2 separate regions of the Mus musculus genome follow, and region 1 is linked to region 2. The links are chromatin contacts, called in public promoter capture Hi-C maps. All regions are on one chromosome and are shown on one strand. The core of a region is the stretch at or near the end of the contact, and the rest is flanking DNA. Distances in the headings are between cores, read along the strand shown. Region 1 holds the start of Tmem50a (transmembrane protein 50A). Region 2 holds the start of Snhg3 (small nucleolar RNA host gene 3).

Evidence for each region. Promoter capture Hi-C pulls out the DNA fragments that hold promoters and counts their contacts.
Region 1: a contact with region 2 is called in a promoter capture Hi-C map of cranial neural crest. The contact joins the promoter of Tmem50a here to the promoter of Snhg3 in region 2. A contact is called at or near these places in 2 of 39 promoter capture datasets (cranial neural crest and embryonic stem cells) and 1 of 9 other capture datasets (liver).

What each region holds. Positions count from the first base shown.
Region 1 is chr4:134,913,373-134,916,575 of GRCm38.p6, reverse strand. It overlaps Tmem50a (transmembrane protein 50A), which reads left to right and starts at 1,660. Exons shown (of 7, transcript NM_027935.2): 1 at 1,660-1,687.
Region 2 is chr4:132,351,932-132,355,039 of GRCm38.p6, reverse strand. Snhg3 (small nucleolar RNA host gene 3) reads left to right here and starts at 1,354. Exons shown (of 3, transcript NR_003270.2): 1 at 1,354-1,443; 2 at 2,342-2,377; 3 at 2,797-3,107. It overlaps Snora73b (small nucleolar RNA, H/ACA box 73b), which reads left to right and starts at 2,514; the gene lies at 2,514-2,718. It overlaps Snora73a (small nucleolar RNA, H/ACA box 73a), which reads left to right and starts at 2,061; the gene lies at 2,061-2,265. RefSeq lists a cis regulatory region at 1,096-1,615.

The DNA of each region.
Region 1 (3,203 bases), core at 411-2,910, 2.6 Mb before region 2:
CTGTTTGTCCCTGTGGACCGTGGCCTGCCCTTCACCTCCACTGCCCCGGTGGCTTCAATAGTCCTGCATCTTGACTTAGGAGCTTCACCCAACCCTGAGCTCTACCCAGACAGGACCCAATAGCTCCAGCAGACCTCCAGCAAGATTTCATTGCAGAACTTAGCTTCGTAGAAGCTTTACTAAGAGCAGTTAAAAAATATGAATAGACATTTAAAAGTTTTCATTAAGATCTGCATTTGGGTTTGGTGGTGGTGGTGGTGGTAGTGTGGGCCTTTAATCCTGGCCCTTGAGAAGCAGAGGCAGGCAGATCTCTGAGATCAAGGCCAGCCAGCCTGGCCTAGAGAACAAATTTCAGGAAAACTAAGGCTACACAGAGAAACCATGTTGGGAAAAAACAAAAACAAAAGCAAAAGACCTGGAGAGATGGCTCAGAGGTCAGAGGTAGAATGTCAACTTAGCATGGGGAGGTCCAGAATAGCAACTAAAGAAATAAATGCCTACATGCACACACATGTGCACACACGCGCGCTCACACACACACACACACACACACACACACACACACAGGGCTGGGGGAGCACTGCCTGACCTTGAGACATTAACCAGTCTTTAGCCAGTCACAATAAACCTTTAATCTCTAGGGCTAAGAAATGTGTCCATTTAAAAATAGGTCCTGGAGTTGCTGGAAAGATGACGCGATGATTCAGAGTGCAGGCTGTTCTCTCGACGACCCAGGTTCAGTTCTCTACACCCACACGGTAGCTCACAACAGCTGTAATTCCAGTTCCAGGCACCTCTTCTGGCCTCTGCCAGCACAGTGCACAGTGGCGCACAGATGTGCATGCAAGCAAAATACTCATCATGTAAAACATGTAAAAGTTAAATAGGTTATGGGTCTAGAACCTGGACTGAGTGGTAGAGCCCTGGGTTCAGGCACAGTCGGGGGGGCGGGGGAGGAGGGAAGGGGGGTTGTGTGGAGGGGGTATTGTATAGTTTCAAATACTAATCAGCTAATTCCCCCTCTCAACAAAAGCTACATAGATTTCATGCTGGGGACCGGAGAGATGATCCCTCCTGCAAGGCAGTGAGCCACCCAACCACCTTCTGTGCCACAGGCTCCTGACTACCTGCCACCCACGTGAACATGAGATGACAGCAGGGCCATGCCAGCCCTCTTAAAGTCACCATCGGGCCGGAAAAATGGCTCAGCAGGTAAAGCAGGTACTTGCTGCTAAGTCAAATAACCTGAGTTTGATTCCTGGGACCCATATGACGAAAGGAAAAGAAGGACCACTCTTGGAGGGTGGGTGATCTGTCTGATCTCTACACAATGACAAGAAGAATACATTTTAAAAAGTGTAACAACAACAACAAAACCAAACAGTACAGGTGGACTGTTGCCTCCCTTCCTTGGTCCCATCCCAGAAGACAGGCTCCACTCTAGCATTTCTCACAGTGACAAGGGAGTCCGGGTAACCCACAGACTTGTCGGCGCGGTGGGCGTGGCCCATAGGCTGCACCCCAGGGATCCGCCCTTCGCTCTCGATCCGCATGCGCACTGACTCGGGGGCGGACCGGCACATCGACATCCGGGAGTCTGATTGCCTGTGGCTGTTTTGTTTTCTTGCAGAACTGGAGTAAACCGAGGCTACCAAACGCGCCGCGACTCCCAACTCCGGACTTGGACGTGAGTGCGGACGGGAGGGCGGAGCAGCGGGCCGGGCTCGAACTCGCGGCAGTGGCCGTGCCCCAGCTCCTGGACGCCGCCGCCGCCGGGGCTGAGATCCCGCGACCTGCGGGGCCGCTTCCTGTGGCGGGGACTCTTCCCCAGAACTGTGGAGCTGGGCACGCTCATCCGACGGTGGCGCGTCGGGGTTCGGCCCACGCGTAACCGCGCCCTGTTCCTCCAGTCTGCAGGGCGGGTCTGCCTTTGAAAATGTCAAAGAATTGTGCAACGAAAAATGGACTCGGGTGGGCCATTGGGGGAACCGACAATTACACATAGTGGGTTGCTTTTCTTTCCAATCATTAGATAAAAACGAGTGTATTTTCAGACCCGAACTCATCACAAAAGTCTATCAGTTTTTCCCTTTAGCTTGTTTAGAGGCGGCTAAAACTGAAATCGCCTTCCTTAGGGAGTCATGTGAGATCTGGGGTGTTCACTGTGAGCGAGTTGTATTTAATTCAGGTTTTATCTGTGAAATTAAGATGAGTTACGTTTCTCCGGCTGGGTCTGCACAGCTGAACTTGAAGGAGGAGGGTTTTATGGGATTTAAGACAATTTCGGCTGACCGTGGTAATTTGACTGCACGTTCTTTATTTAAGTCTGAATTCGTTTCAGGCCTGCCCTTTTTTGTGGGGAATGTACAAACAGCATCAGTAGCAGAGTTAGGGATAGTAAGATGAGTGCCCTTTACAAAGTAATGACATCCGAAGGCAGGCTTGGTGAAGGGACAAATAGTGGAGAAAAAACGAAATAGAAATAAAGCCCGAAGTTGAGCCGTTCTCTTCTTAATCTGGGCATGAAAGACACAGATGTAGGATAAAATGTGCAGATTCCTAGAGGAAGTATTTTCCATCCAAGTTTACATTTTTACCTTAAAACCAAAGTCTATCATGTCCTTATTATTAAAATCAAATAGGAACCTTTAGTAGGGAGCTTAAGGTTTAGAAAGCAGCTGTGGAGGGCTAAGCATCATTGCCCTCACTTAAAGAACTAGTGGACTTGAAATAATAAAATGTGACATCTTTGAGGAGATGTCATTTTTGTGACAGTACATTTTTGTTTAAGGTTAAGGTAATCACCTTCATTCATATTATGTAAATATGCTAAGACCATCCTGATTTTGTTTTGTTTTCTTGTCTTAATTTGTATTTATTTATGAGTGCTGTGCTGCCTGTACATCCGCAGGCCAGAAGAGGGCGCCAGATCCCCCTATAGATGGTTATGAACCACCATGTGGTTGCTGGGACCTCTGAAAGAGCAGTCAGTGCTCTTAACTGCAGAGCCATGTCATCAGCCCCTTGTTTAGTCTTTTTAGGACAGACTGGCCTGAAACTCACTGTGTAGCTCTGGCTGGCCCTCTGACTGAGCCCAGTCCTCCTGTCTCAGCCCGCCAAATGCTAGGATTGCAGGCTGAGGCAGCCACCACCCCAGTCCCAGCTAAAACCAAGTTTTACATTAAACGTAGACTCCATCCCTA
Region 2 (3,108 bases), core at 105-2,604:
TTTGAGACAGGGTTTCTCTGTGTAGCCCTGGCTGTCCTGGCACTCACTTTGTAGACCAGGCTGGCTTTGAACTCAGAAATCTGCCTGCCTCTGCCTCGAGAGTGCTGGGATTAAAGGCATGTGCCACCACGCCCAGCTGACAAATGCCATTTTTACATATGTTTGAGAACAAGGAGTTTCAACAGTCCCTTACAAGGATTAACTCAATATGGCCCACAGCTGAATGAACCTCAGGTTGGTGTCACCAGGCTGGTGTCACCAGAGTGGCTGGTACTGCCTGTCCTCTCTGGCAGGCTGCCCAGTTTCTGCCCAGGGCACCTCAGCAGTGACTCATTTGCTGCTTGGCACTTGGCACATTACCCTTCCCTAAGCGTGAAAAGAAACCAGTAGTCAGAACTTTTTGTTGGATGTTTCTCTGATCCCATGTTCCCGTGGTCCAGATTATTAGGTCTCCCCTTGTTCCTGCAGCTTTGGGGTTAAAACATCTCCAGAAGGTTGTTCTGAAGGTTCACACTGCCCACTGTTTTTCGTGGAGAGAGACTGAGGTCTGAAAAACCATGTCAGAAAGGAGAGGGCAGAGCCAACAAGATGGCTCAATGGGAGCTGGGTGTGGTGACGCACGCCTTTGATCCCAGCACTCTGGAGGCAGAGGCAGGCGGGTTTCTGAGTTCGAGGCCAGCCTGGTGTACAAAGAGTTCCAGGACAGCCAGGGCTATACAGAGAAACCCTGACTCAAAAAACAAAACAGAAAAACCTACACCATCACGCCCAGACAGCCATTCTTTCAAATAAATATTTCACAACAACATTCATCAGGCTTAATTTCATGTCTTAAAAATCTGGGAAACAGCATTAGTGTTTTGTTTTTGTTTTTTCGAGACAGGGTTTCTCTGTGTGGCCCTGGATGACCTGGAACTCACTCTGTAGACCAGGCTGGCCTTAAATTCAGAAATCCGCCTGCCTCTGCCTCCTGAGTGCTAGGACTAAAGGCGTGCGCCACCCTCCCGCCTTCAACCAGGAATCTTAACCACTAAGCCACCTCTCAGGCCCCCTCCATGGGAAGTTTTTAATTGTAGCATCTATGTTCTGTATCAACTGTTCCTTCCACAAACAAAGTAGATTCAAACTCTGGAATCTAGAAAATATTTCTCTAGGCTTTTTTTTTTTTTTTCATTTTGCATATACCAGTGTATCCAGGCCGAGAGGACAAACCTCACAAGCTCAACAATTTCACGCTAAGACCGCCAACACCTTAGTAGGGTAAAAGTTCTCGATCCCATCAGCCTTAGCGCATTTCCAATGCTTCTAAGTGAGCGTAACCCTGCGCAGGCGCAGGCATAGTCGACCACGCCTGACTTCCGGGCGTTACTTAAGGTATAAATATGGCTGCGTCGGCGCGGGTCTGTCTCTCTAGGCGTCGCTCTCTTGGTGTGCTTGTTCTTGGTGAGTACAGTGCGCTGCTCTCGGCTGCTGAGGGTTTGCCCGCGCGGTCCCGCACGGGCTCCGCAGACAGGCAGGGTCGCGGCTGGGCGGACCCGGTGTGGGAGGCCGGGCTCACTAGCCGAGCATGGCGTGAGGTCACGCGCCTCCGAGCCCAGTAACCGTTTTCTTTCGGGGATCCCAACGCTCGCAGGATTATTGCCTGGGAGACTGAGTTGGTCTACGCACTTTCCTTTAATGTTCACTTTAAGAGGACAGGGTCTTTGGTTCCTGCCTTGTGATTTGAAGTGTTAGCCGCCTTCCAGCGTTCGGTTTTAACTTAATCATTTCGCCTTGCTTCCCAGTTATACTTTCTCTTCACCTTGTAACGGGATTTCTGCAGTTTTTTGTTCATTAATCTCCCATTTTTCAGAGGACCCTTTTTTAGGTAGATAATTTCTGGATAGTTTGGTTCCGATGGGGGTGTTGTGTTCTGTTTGCTTCAAGATCTGAAAAGGTGGCTGAAGTCTGTAGTCACAGCACTCTGGAGACAGGCGTTTTTGGGGTTTTTCCTCCAGCTGGAGGTCTGGCAAAAGGACCCTGTGGCATTTTGTCAAAAAAAAAGACATTACCATGACTATCCGACGTGGATATCCCGGGAGGTCACTCTCCCCGGGCTCTGTCCTAGTGGCGAGCGGGAGCTTAGGGCATTGCCCGGTGATGTACAGTCCCTTTCCACAACGTTGGAGATAAAGCTGGGCTTTCGAGTCTGCGCCTGCATATTCCTACGACTTCTCAGAGTCCTGTGGACCATGACTGAGGAGACAAACCATGCAGGAAACAGTTTTTTAAGTCATGCAATCTGGGGGTGCGTCCGAGTACTCTAAGGGTTTAACTTACTGATTAAAGTCTTCTCTTGCAGACCCGGTCAATGATTTCAGGTACTTTGTTGATGGAGGTACGTTCACCCTGAGGCTGGCTTAGTGCTTTCTGCTCCATGTGTACGTTATTAGTGATATACACTGTGTGTGTGGGGGGGGGGGGTGTAGTCGCCTGTTGAAGTTGACTAAACGTTTGGGTGCTAACCAGACATTCCAACGTGGATATCCCGGGAGGTCACTCTCCCCGGGCTCTGTCCTAGTGGCGAACGGGAGCTTAGGGCATTGCCCGGTGATGTACAGTCCCTTTCCACAACGTTGGAGATGAAGCTGGGCTTTCGAGTCTGCGCCTGCATATTCCTACGACTTCTCAGAGTCCCGTGGACCATGACTGAGGAGACAAACCATGCAGGAAACAAAAATTTAAATTCCTAAGGCTTTTGGTATGTCAACTTTAGGAACCTGATGTTTGTGTTGTTTTTTTTTTCCCCTCTTCCAGGAAAGAAGAGAATCAGCGGGGGCACCTACTGAATAGTTATTATATACAGCGTGCTAAAATTTTGTCTGTTACAGCCTCGGCCATTAGAAGCTGGGGCAAGCTTTTCTGCCTACTTAACTCTGGTAAATACATTTCTTTTGATAGGTTATGTCTAGATTTGAGAACCTTCACCATGGTTCTCATTTTTTGAGGTCCCAACAGGTTTCCCCCAGACCATATTATATAAACCATATATGTCATTTTTCTGTTCCCACATTCTCTGTAAGATTATTGTCATAAGTTAAAATCTGAATTAAAGCATTTGAATGTCTT